Linked DNA regions of Mus musculus: regions 1 and 3 are each linked to region 2. Evidence: chromatin contacts called from public HiChIP or PLAC-seq and promoter capture Hi-C data. All regions are on one chromosome and are shown on one strand. Each heading gives the region's core, a stretch centred on a gene start, on an enhancer-like site or on the middle of the called end of the contact. The rest is flanking DNA. Distances are from core to core; before and after follow the strand shown. Region 1 holds the start of Kctd5 (potassium channel tetramerisation domain containing 5). Region 2 holds the start of Prss27 (protease, serine 27). Region 3 holds the start of Prss22 (protease, serine 22).

Region 1 (3,649 bases), core at 673-3,172, 35 kb after region 2:
CCAGGCTGGCCTCAAACTTATATATCGTCATGCCTCTGCCTCCCAAAGTGCTTGAACTCAGAGTTTAACTTTTAAGAGTCAGTTTTTTCCTTCCACCTTGTGGATCCTAGAGACTCAAGTTTTCAGGTTTGGTTGGCAGCAGGTGCCATCTCATCAGCACAATAAAGATAATTTATAAAGTAATCTTAAAAGATAGTAAAATGAAGAGATATATTTGACTTTAACTATGCTGAAGTCAAACAGCCCTATATACCTTGTTCCAGTGCTAAGTAAGCAAAAAGACACCAGAAGCCAAGGGCCAAGGCTGACTTAAAATCTGACTTAATACACAAGACAGGGATGCTTGGGTAGAAAAACAAGAATGACTATAAATGCCTACTGTTTGAAAAACCAATCGTAAAGTACACACCCTCACTATAAAAAGGAAACAGCACTGACAAAAGCCTATTTCTATCTGTCAGACTTCTGCCATTTTCTAGAAGGCAATCCTCTAAGAGTGAAGAGATTTGGTCAACTCAGTAATGGTAACAGCTGGGAGGAAGGATATGAAGAACTACCATAGTAGTATCTCAAACTCTAACTTCTTGATTATTTTGCAGTAACTCAAGAGTTCATTTCCTGGTCATAATGCCAGGCCTCCCTCACTGAGAAGGTGCTCTGTTAGGCCGTTTAAAGTGCAATGGGCTCGATCTTTCTGGAAAACCTCCTGAGTAGTCACTTTCAGGCTGGCAAGGCACAAAATCAAGCACCATCATGTAGGCTGAACCAGAAAACTCAGTTAGTACAAGGCTAATAAACTGCCTAGGGGGAAAGGGGAGTGAACGATTTGTTCCTAAGTTTCAATCCTGCACAATACTAATTTTTCAGTATGCAGTACGACACACAACTTTTGTAATGATAATAATTGAAATACTTTCTATTACCACAGGTATTAACAGTATTAGCGTTTAATTAAATTAAAGATAGACAAACCACAAACTAAGCTGGAAATCCCTACCCTTTTCAAAGGCGGTGGGGAAATGAAGTCTGAAAAGGAGATGGAAAAAGATTCTCTACCTGGTCTCTTTCACAACCCTAAGATTTTTTGACACCTGGCCCCGAACATGAATTCAATACAAATAATTCATTTATTAGAATTAAACTGACACCTTTGAACATTTCTACTCAGGTGGTACCTTCTAAGAGATGCCGTGCCTGTCCTTATGAATGAGAAGGATAAAGCACAAACTCTGCAAATCACTGGAAAAAGGGTAGTCACTGTGTCAACCCCCATGGCCTACGTTAATTTAGACGTCTGGAATGTGAAAAGACCAGATGAATGCAAAGGGTTCTCAGGTTCCAAAGCCAGCAAATAGTTGGGCGGTGGTGGTCACACACCCTGGGCAAAAGAATCTGGGGAGAAGAAAGTAGGGCCACAGCAAAGCTTGGGTCCTTCTCGACCGAAGAGCATGAAAGAAGAAAGAGGCACTGTTAAACCAAAGGGCCGAGGCAGGTGGGTACCAGAGTGCCATCCTCCCTCCGGCCCGCTCCGCCGGGCGCCCTCATTGTGAAGAGGTGTGTGTCGCGAGTGGCGACTAGGGCGGCCAGACCCCTGCTGACCCGCGAGGCCCTCACCTTGTCCGAATCTAGGTCGGGGTCCGCCTGGCACAAGCGGTACAGGAAAGACTTCGGGTCCCGGCACAGCGTCTGCCGGGTGGTGAGGAAGTAGGTGCCGCCGACGTTGAGCCGGACCCACTTGGACACGCCACCGGGGCGCTGAGCCAGGGCGCCCATCCCAGCGCTGCAGCGGCGGCACAGGCCGCCCCCCAGCCCCGCCCCGAGGCCGCTCGGAGCCGGCGGCAGCAGCTCGCAGTGATTCTCCGCCATGATCCTAACAAGCCCCGCCACAGCGGCCCTTCGCCGGAAGCGTCCGTTCTTTAATACAGCCCCCCTGAGTTGTCCCGCCCATAGGTACGCCCCAATAAAGTGCCCGCCCAGGGCTCATGTGCAAGGCGGAAGTTCCGGCTCGAAAAGCAGGCCGGAGATTACCACTTCCGGCCGGAGCAAGTCTCGGGTTCTCACGAGCATCCTCGGCTCAAGCTCCGCCCCTACTCAAAGAGGCTCCATGGCAAACAAAGTGTACACTCTACATGCTTTTATTACAAGACTACCGAGCATACGAGGGAAATCCATCATCCGGTAATTACATCTAAAGCACAGATATTTGAAAAAAACAAAAAAAAGAAAAGTTGTTTCATTAAATTATATGATTAAACCATGACCAAATAGAAAATTTATATAATAAAGCCAGGAAAAAAGTTGTAAAATATAGTTTACAATAATTATTCACACTCAAGGCTGTACATCAATACATACAACAACGTGGCCCCAAACATGAATTCAATCCAAATAATTCATATATTAGAATTTAAATAACACAGACTGAACTAGAGGCCGACAATAGCCAGCAAATAACCTTATATAAGAATAAAAATACAAAAGTGTATATCCCAGTATCATTGCATTATCTGTTTTCATAAGTATTTTTAATTTTTCCTTTGCCTGTACATCACAGTTACAGCTACAGAACAGGTAGAGAATATTACACATGTTCTAACTGACTGCCACCAACCTGAATGACAGCAATTCATCCTACTGTACGTGGCTAATGGACCAGCCGCAGCAGCTCTAAATACTGTAACAGTTTTTAATTTGCACATGTCCAATCACACTATGGTCGTGGCTTTAACCTGCACAATGACCTACTTGTAGTCATTAACCCAGATGATTAAACTAGGGTGGACTACATGGGGAGGGAAAATTTTGCTATTTGTAAAAACTTTTGTTCAGTTTGGATTCTTCATATGGAAGAAATGAGTTACAGGGAATTTTCAGGTATTCATATTGGTTAATTCATTTGCTTACTGCTGCAAAAGTGCTTTTGACAGAAACAGCTTCCCTCACATTGCAGGCCATTTTTCCACATTCTGACTTATAACCCTGAAGTGTTAGGCCAGAAGCTAGGTATCTTCAGAGGTTCTGAGAGTGGTTCCAGCCCTGTTCAATGTCAGGGCCCTTGTCTTACCTTCTACCCACGAGGTGCTACACCCACTGGCATCAGCACCAGTTTATGTTGGGTTTTGCATTAAAACAAATAGAAACGTGTATAGGAGTATCTTCACCATATTCAGAGTTGCTGTGGCCTCCCAAGTCTCAGATGAACACCCCAGGTCTATAGAACAATGGGGAGAAGCCTTGAGGCAGAGGAGGGCAGGAAACTGATTTCTACACATCTCCAGCCCTAAGCTCTGACAGTCAAGTAACACAGAAAATCTCTGCTGCATGTTTCCAAATTGAACCAGCAGGCCCCACCCAACACAGATAAAGCTACTATCTGATTTGGGTGGGCACTACAGTTCCGTGCAGCACTGCAGCGCACAAGAAGGTTTACATAAGCATCAGTGGGGATACCCATCCTTGGCAATGACAAAGCCTAGCCACTGTGCTGTCCTGAACCAAGACCTGAGGTGTGGAGCAAGAACACTCACAGCTGTACTTTTAGTAAAACTCAATCATCTGTGTGGTTTCTTTTCCAAGAAGAGCTTTGCTATTCTGCTTTGCTACTGATTCCCAAATGGCCCAAATGCATTTCTGAGTCTATAAACTTAAT
Region 2 (3,794 bases), core at 513-3,012:
CCGACCTGAATTCCATCCCTGGAACCCACCTGGTGGAAGGAGGAAGTTGATCACTGCAAGTTGTCCCTTTGGCTAACCACCCTCCCCCTCACATGCACACACATCATCTCATGAATTAATTAACATAATAACATTTTTAAAAAAAGACAAAATTCTCCAGAAAGCTCCTGTCATCAGACTCCCTCAGCCCCTCTGTGGCCCTGTGTAGAAGCATCTACCCTTCTGCTGTTGCTCACCTCACTGGCAGTGTACTCCGGGTTGGGGGGGGGGTGTAGGGTTGGGGAGGGGTCCGGCTTACTGCTAGTGGGAGGGACCCACATGGTTTCTCAAGAGCCCAGCTTCCTCTGGACCCACATACTCACTTCTGCTGCTCACCTAATGTCAAGGCAGAGTTGTATGCAAAAAGTACTTGCTGTTAGAAGAGAGAGGAGTGAGAGGAAAAGATAGGAAAGGCTCCACAAGGAAGCCCTTAGCTTCTAAGGGTCAGAAAGTGCCTCAAAGGTAGGGCTAATGGATCACTGGATGTCTGTCTGATGTGTGGCCATCCGATTGCTTTGAAACACTAGTTTTTATAAAAAGAAGACTTTTTTCCTCAAATAGAAGTGTCTCCCTGCCATGCCCACACTGCAGGGGGAGCCCTTGCTTCTGTGTCTTCTGCAAAGCAGACAGGGACCACACAGGAGTGGCGACGGTCACCAGGGAGTTACACTCTGCACAGCAACCCAGGGAGACCAAGGTCCCTTGCACTTCGTGTGACCCTGAGCTACCCTGTTGGGCAATTGACCTCCCCTGGCTCACACCAACAGAGTGAGACGCTGCACCCTCTGCTCCTGCGGGAAAACTGAGGCAGGGCCAGGCCCACTGTCCAGCACTGCTCCCTGGCTTGGTAGGATCGGATGTGAGACGTTCAGGATATGGTCCTGCATCCTGACTCCTCGACTAGTAGGGAGTGGTCTTCAGAACTTCTGTCCAGCTCTGTCTGATGTCAGTCTCCGTGCCCCAAACAACTTCCTCCCAGGGACACTTCCGCTGTGGCTTCAAGTCTGGGAGCCTGACAGGCGGGCACACCCAGGGCAGGAACCGGACCTTACCGGTCACTACTAAGGCGCCTTCCCAGAACAGCTCTTGCCGCGCCTAGAAGGTGCAGTTCCAGACTGGCAGGGGCGGGGCAAAGGTTCCTATTCCCTGAGCCAATCTGCAGGTGTGTGTGTGTGTGTGTGTGTGTGTGTATGGTCCAAGAGCATCATCAGGGGCCGCAGGAGCCTGCCAAAGTCCCTCTTTCTTGGTTGCACAAGCACCTTGACCTTAGTTCTTCAAAGTCTACGCTCCCATCAGGGTATAAATCAACCTTGAATTGCAGGTGTCAGATAAAAAGTAGGTGCTCAACAAGTATTTGATGACTGACTGAATGAATGAATAAATGAATGAACGAATGAATGAACAAATGAATGAATGAATGAATGAATGAATGAATGAATGAATGACATAGAAGGTCTCTTGGATGGAGTAGACTCTGCCAAGTTATGTAGGACCTATGGTCAATTGAGGAAGGTAGTGAGTCCTCTGTGGTCAGCTGAATCCTGAAGTTACAAAGGAAGGGGTCTGGCCCCTGGAGTTCAGGGCCGGGTCATAGAGTTGGTGTTCTGGGTACCTCCTTCCTGCCAAAGAGGAGCTGGGCAGGCAGGGTTGACAGGTTGGGCGGCATAGCCGAGCTGACACTCATCTCCAGCATAAAACCTCACTTCATGGAGCCTGAACCTCTGTAGTACTAAGGAGAGCTTCTGCCACCTCTGACCAGGACTCAAACGTCCACCAAGCCAGAGAACATGAGGCAGCCCCACATCGCTGCCCTGCTGCTGCTGCCGCTGCTGCTCAGATCTGGTGAGTTGCAGTGGGGGCGGGGGCGTCCTGCTGCCATCTCTCTCTGTAAGGGCCCCTCTGTTCTGCTCTGACTTCCACCGGAGCCCCCCCCCCCAGTCCCTGGGCCTGCCTGAGCCTAAAAGGAATCTTCTCTTCTCAGTGATGGGGTTCCCAGAGAATATACTCAGTTCCCAGATATTCCACCTCAGAGACCTGACTGGGGGAGGGGTGCTGTGGGAAGGTCTGGCAGAATATGTGGTCAAGGCCTTGAGAGGACCCCAAGGCAGGAGCTTGGCTAAAGCCACACCCCCATCAGGCTCTCACTGTGTGTCATGCTCTGAGCTAGAGGCCTCTCTTCCCATTCCACAGATGATAGAGCCTCTACACCTGTAAGATTAGAACCCAGGCCTGCAGACCTCCAAGTCCCTGGGCTTATGTGAATTGTGTTTGCTCTCTGAGCCTAAGAACTTTCAGAATCTGCCTGAGGCTCAGCAGAAAGCTGGGGACAAGAGCTGCAGGCTGCAGAGGGTCCCAGCTCCTGCCTTCAGAGGGAGAAGCAGCCCCTGTCCATTTTGCACAGGGGTCAGCAAGTTCTAGCCAGGTGCTCTGCCTACCATGTTTCCTGTGGGATGGGCTCCTCTCTACCAGGGAAACTCTCCCACATTCCTGGGCCAGATGGGCTAGCTCAGCAGCCAGCATGCTTCCGTGTCCTCACCTCACCTCCCTGGGCCAGGCCAAGTTACCCCAGGCCGTGTCTCAGTCAGGGCTGGGGTTAGGAAGACATCAGTGGGTATCTCTGTGGGGATGCCCCCCACCTCCCCCAAAGTCAAGGAATGTTCTTGTCCATGACCTTTAGCAGCAAGAAAGCCCATTTCCTTTGGGTGTGACACTGCTGGCTCCTGTGGGTGGATCAATCGAGGTCACTACCAAAGCAGAAACGGCAGTCTGCCCTTGGCTCACAAACTGCTGGAACCTGAGGCTGGACCCCTGGTGACATGCTCACTTCAGCCCAGGGTGACCAGCACCCCAGGAGTCCTCTGGCTGGTCTCACCTTTTCTCAGACCTTAGCTATTCCCACCAGGGATCCAGGATGGACATAGACTGCCCTTAGGACATGGAGAGACTGAAGGACCAAGCTGCAGCAGAGACAATGAGTGACAGAAGACTGGATGGAGGGAGAATGCACAGAAGGATCTTGCAAGTTCCAGGAGGGAGGAGGGGGAGGAGGGGGGAGAAGGAGGAGGAGGAGGAGGAGGAGGAAGAGGAGAAGGAGGAGGAGGAGGTGGCTTGCAGAAGGAGGATCTGTGCCCTTGGCAATGTTGCAAGCTGGTTCTTGGGGCCTGGAGATCAGTTCCAGTTGAGTTCTAACAAGATGGGGACTGTCTTTGGTCATATTTTCATTTTACTTTATATTATTTTGAGATTTTATTTTTACTTTATATTATTTTAAGATTTTATTTTTATTTAATTTATCTCTCTGTTTCTGTATTTCTTTGTCTCTCTGTCTGTCTGTCTGTCTGTCTGTCTGTCTGTCTGTCTCTCTCTCTCTCTCTCTCTTGTGTGTGTGTGTGTGTCTGTGCCTATGTGCTTGTGTGTTTAAGTGAAGGTAGTTTACCTGTGAGACCAGAAGGGGTTGCTGGACCCCTGGGTGCTGGGAACTGAACTAGGAATCTCTCTTAACCAACAAGCCATCTCTCCCGCGCTTTATTTATTTATGTTTATTTTTTACTTGTATGAATGCTTTATCTGCACGTATGCATGCATGCTATGTACATGCAGTGCCTATGGAGGCCATTAGAGGGCATCAGATCTGCGGGAACTGGAGTTACAGATGACCGTGAGTCACAACATGGGTGCTAGGACCTGAACTCAGGTCCCCTGCCAGGGCTCTCAACCATTAAGTCACTTCATTTATCCTGAGACAGGGTCTTACA
Region 3 (4,077 bases), core at 1,459-3,958, 40 kb before region 2:
CTGGCTCTGTCTGTCTGTCTATCCCAGGCTCTGTCTGCCCCAGTTTCTGTCTGTCCCAGGCTCTGTCTGTCTATCTAGCTACCACCTACCTTCTTCTTGCTTCTCTTCTAACTCTGTATTTCATCTGGTTTGATTGTAGATGACATTTTCCAAACCTCCAGACTTGGTTTGAAGTAGACTGCCTTTCCTCCTGGGAATTTTGCTTACTATTCAAGATGCTGCCAGCAGGGGTGACTATTCTCACGTGTGCTGGCTACATTTCCATCTTGCCAGCCTGCCATCACTTCTACTCATTCTTGTCTTAATAGCCTTGCAAATACTTCTCTGTCTGTCCCTCTGTCTCTCTCTGAGTGTCTCTCTGCCTCTCTCTGTGTCTCTATCTCTCCCTCTGTCTTTCCTTGTCTCTCCTCTCTCCTCTCTCCCTCTCTCTCTCTCTGTAGGCCAGGCTAGCCTCTAACTCACAGAGTTCTGCCTGCCTCTGCCCCCTGAATGCTGAGACTAAAGATGTATGCCACCACGCCCAGCTTTTCCTCCCTCCCTCTTTCGCTCCCTCCCTCCCTCTTTCCTTCCTCCCTCCCTCCTCCCCTCCTCCTGCTCCTTATCCCCTTCCTTACTACAAGCCTCTATTGTTGCTTTAAAATATTGTCAAAGACTCAACTAGACATGACCTAAAAATTGGCAGTTGACTTCTTGTGAGTTCACTTATTCCAGTCCCCAAATCATCTTTTCTTGCCTCTATAGTGTACACATGCTCTCCACCTTCTCCTATCCCTGGAATCTGTGTCTGAGTGGCATCTACCCTCTGTCCCTAGCTATCCTGGACCTCTCTGGAGTTAGAGGGGAACCGCACCTCCATCCTGGATGCTTCCCCAGCCGGCAATCCAGCAGTCGGTCTTGGGAGGGAGACGGACAGAGGAGTCAGGTAGGCAGATGGGCAGGATCCGCTCAGAGAACTGGATGGAGTGTTCCAGGCGCACCAGGGCAATGTCTGCATGGGTTCCCTCCTTCCAAGAATACCTGGGGTGAGGCAGCACCCAAGCAATGCCTACTTTCTGGGACCTTGGGCCTGGGCTCCCCAGCTTCCAGGCCCCCAACAATACTGAGAACAGAGATGGTTTGTCCATATTGCTGGAAGGAGAGAGAACAAGATGTCAGAGATGGAAAGTGTCTAGTACAATGGTGTCCAGATCCCTGAATAGAGGCCTGGACAGCCCAGAGACTGAGGCAGAAAGCCTGGGCCTGGGAGAGTCAAAAGCAAGCCTGAGTCCACATACCTCTTAAAGCAGTGCGCGGCTGTGACCACCCAGCGGTTGGTGAGCAGGGAGCCTGCACAGTGGTGGGAGCCATTCTTGAGGATGCTAACAATCCAGGGCCACTGGGCATCCATGCTGTCCTCACCTCCCACAATCCGGTTCAGCTGCTGAGGCTTCCCACAGTCTGGGGACACTGGCACAAGGGATGGCATCTTCTGTCATCTCAGTAGACACAATTGTCTTCTGACTTGCCTGTCAACCCCCCTGCAAGGCCTCAAACCTGTGCCCAGCACAGCATGTGTCCAGCACAGCCTGCTGCTGCAGGGAGAGTGCCTGCCTGCCCTGTCCCTGTCCCCTTTAGTTATCAGGGACTGGCCCTTGCCTTCTTCTCTCCTTTATCTGGCCTTCCCTCCCACTCCCCTTAACCTTTATTTTTTTGGTTCTGTTGGTCCCTCACCCTTCTGTCCTCCCTTCTCTAGATTCATCACCTTCCTAAGCCCCACCCACCCACACAACTCCTCTTGCCTGTATCCATCCCATCCTCTTCAATCTCATGCTCCCCTGTGACTGGGGTCCCCACACTGACCTACCCTATAGAGTCAGATACAAAGACTGTCCACACCACTGCCCCACCCCCACCCAGCCAGGCAACCTGATCACACTCACCTCGGATGGTGGCAGCACTGATGGGAGCTGAGAGCAAGAGAATAAAGAAAGTGGTGAGGAGCCCTGTGCCCCATGCCTGGGGACTCCCCCACCTTCCCAAACAGACTCAGCCTGGGCCCTCCAGCACTGTTCGCTGCTCCACCACCTGTCACACACACACACACACACACACACACACAGACACACACACACACACACACACACACACTGTCACCCAGGTTTTCTCCCCCAGCTCCCATGAAAGCCCAGGCAGCTGCCTTCCTATTCCAGAACAGAAGGAGACCCAAGATGGAAATAGAGGAGGAAGAGGAAACAGGAGATGGAGGGCACAGGGAAGCGGTGAGAGGCGCTCCTGAGCAGGCACTGAGACCAGAGCACTCACATGCATTCAATCCTCATAGCTGCTAGGGAAACTGAGGCAGACCACATGCCAGAGGAAGGAGAACGGAGACAGGCATGGGGAGCCGATGATGAAAGGCAACAGAGGAAAGAAGAGAGACGGAACTCAAGGGAAGGAGCTGAGCTGAGCTGGCGAAGAGGAGGTGACTGTGGGAAGGAGGAGGAGGGAAGAGAGGATGTGGGGAGGAGGAGCAGCAGGCCCTTGGGGCTCACCTGTGGAAGTCAGCAGCACCAGAAGGATTAAGATGCTGAACTGGTCCCCACCCAGTGCTGGGGGAGGTCTGGAGATCATCATTGCTGGTATGGGTGGAGACCCAGCAAGGCTGCTGGCCGGCTCAAAGGACCTAAGGGCTGTGTTGCTTGAGACTGGCAGGACGGGTGGCTGTAGTGTGTAGGGTTCCCTACAGGTTGCCCCAGGTTTTATCCTGTGAGGAAGAATGCTGTTGGACCAGTCCCCCAGGTGCCTGAGACTGGGCCACCCAGACTGTGGGTCAAGGAGGAGGTGGGGTTGCCAGAAGGAAGCAACCAGTTACTGGGTTCTAGGGATGCTACCAGGAGACTGGATGGGGGTCTCCAGATCAGTTGTATGCCCGGGGTCACCCTGCATGGGGGGTTGGGGGGTGAGGGGGGAAAGTAGAGACTTGCTGACTGCCTAGGGCATGGTTTTAACACTGACTCCCAGGTAAACAGAGAAAGAGCCCTGTAGTTTGCAGACTGTTTGGGGTAGGAAGTGACTCAGTCTGAAATGGCTGGGGTTGCCAGGGGGACCTTGTTCCTTAACGGCCCATGTCCAGGGCCCTGGTTGCTTCCATGACTCAAGACAGACACTTGGGGCCCTGGAATCCCGTTAGCCCACTTCCCCGAAAGCTGTGACTCAGGCCCCAAAGGGACGGGCATAATGGCCTCTTGGCCATTTGGCCAAGCTGTCCCTGGCACTTCCTCTCAGTTGTCACTGTAGGTGACCCTCCGGTGACTCATTTCTCACCTGAACTCCAGGGAGCAGGCCAAGCCCAAAGCAAGAGCCACAGCCTATGCGCCCCACACACACTTGGGAAGAACTAACCCTGTGGTCACGTTCACACCATGGGACCTACACACACACACACACAAAGGACCAGGGAGCTGGGCTTTGGGAAGCTTAGGTGCTGTAGGCTGGTGTGGATTGTCCTGACTAAGTGTCCTATACTCATGACACCCTCACGTCAAGCAGGAACCAGCGACATCATCCCAAACAAATGTATTCCTCTCCCCAGGGTTAGATCCTGGGATCAGACCTGGCTGTGGAGGAAATGGGTTCAGTGAAAATAGTACTGCAGTCTGAGGCTCTGCACCCCACTTTGTGCCGTCCCCAAGCTCCCTCATCACCCAAGAAACCTGGGCTGGTTCGGGGATATCGTAGCCTGGCTGCTCACTGGATTGACGTGGGAACTTAGTGGCCCCCCCCAGCAGGATCGGAGGTGCCTGACTCTCCTTGGGATAGCCCACAAAACTTACTCTGAAGAAAAGACCATGAATAAGTGTGGGAACAGCTACAGTAACACTGAACCCAGGGAAAGAAAGAGAGGTTGATCTCTTCCCACCTCTGGGCCAGCTGCAGCTCTCTTGGGAGTTCCCTGACCTGGGCCTCCAAGTTGCCCAGAGCTGGCCCTGCAGGTCCCTGTGTTGCCCACCTCAACTGTTTGAGATTAAGGTGGTATTAGGCCCAGTTAGCACATGTATCCCTCTCTCTGGCAAGGTGACACTCACATAACCTTGCCTG

The links. Promoter capture Hi-C pulls out the DNA fragments that hold promoters and counts their contacts. HiChIP or PLAC-seq counts read pairs in DNA pulled down with a chosen protein or histone mark.
Region 1: a contact with region 2 is called in a promoter capture Hi-C map of macrophages, with 7 read pairs. The contact joins the promoter of Kctd5 here to the promoter of Prss27 in region 2. A contact is called at or near these places in 6 of 39 promoter capture datasets (the 3T3-L1 cell line, 3T3-L1-derived adipocytes, embryonic stem cells and 2 more), 3 of 484 Hi-C or Micro-C datasets (bone marrow-derived macrophages, embryonic fibroblasts and uterus), 7 of 115 datasets of contacts at active chromatin or transcription factors (the NIH/3T3 cell line, embryonic fibroblasts, embryonic stem cells and 2 more) and 3 of 9 other capture datasets (adipose tissue, liver and pancreatic islet).
Region 3: an HNF4G HiChIP or PLAC-seq map of pancreatic cancer cells shows a contact between it and region 2. The contact joins the promoter of Prss22 here to the promoter of Prss27 in region 2. A contact is called at or near these places in 10 of 39 promoter capture datasets (the 3T3-L1 cell line, 3T3-L1-derived adipocytes, the HPC-7 cell line and 6 more), 4 of 484 Hi-C or Micro-C datasets (the HL-1 cell line, the Patski cell line, cerebral cortex and 1 more), 6 of 115 datasets of contacts at active chromatin or transcription factors (the HPC-7 cell line, embryonic fibroblasts, embryonic stem cells and 2 more) and 2 of 9 other capture datasets (adipose tissue and embryonic stem cells).

What each region holds. Positions count from the first base shown.
Region 1 is chr17:24,071,563-24,075,211 of GRCm38.p6, forward strand. It overlaps Kctd5 (potassium channel tetramerisation domain containing 5), which reads right to left and starts at 1,923. Exons shown (of 6, transcript NM_027008.2): 1 at 1,615-1,923. The coding sequence starts at 1,866. It overlaps Pdpk1 (3-phosphoinositide dependent protein kinase 1), which reads right to left. Exons shown (of 14, transcript NM_011062.4): 14 at 2,118-3,649.
Region 2 is chr17:24,036,481-24,040,274 of GRCm38.p6, forward strand. It overlaps Prss27 (protease, serine 27), which reads left to right and starts at 1,763. Exons shown (of 6, transcript NM_175440.4): 1 at 1,763-1,881. The coding sequence starts at 1,827.
Region 3 is chr17:23,995,392-23,999,468 of GRCm38.p6, forward strand. It overlaps Prss22 (protease, serine 22), which reads right to left and starts at 2,709. Exons shown (of 6, transcript NM_133731.2): 1 at 2,532-2,709; 2 at 1,920-1,946; 3 at 1,275-1,446; 4 at 851-1,128. The coding sequence starts at 2,613.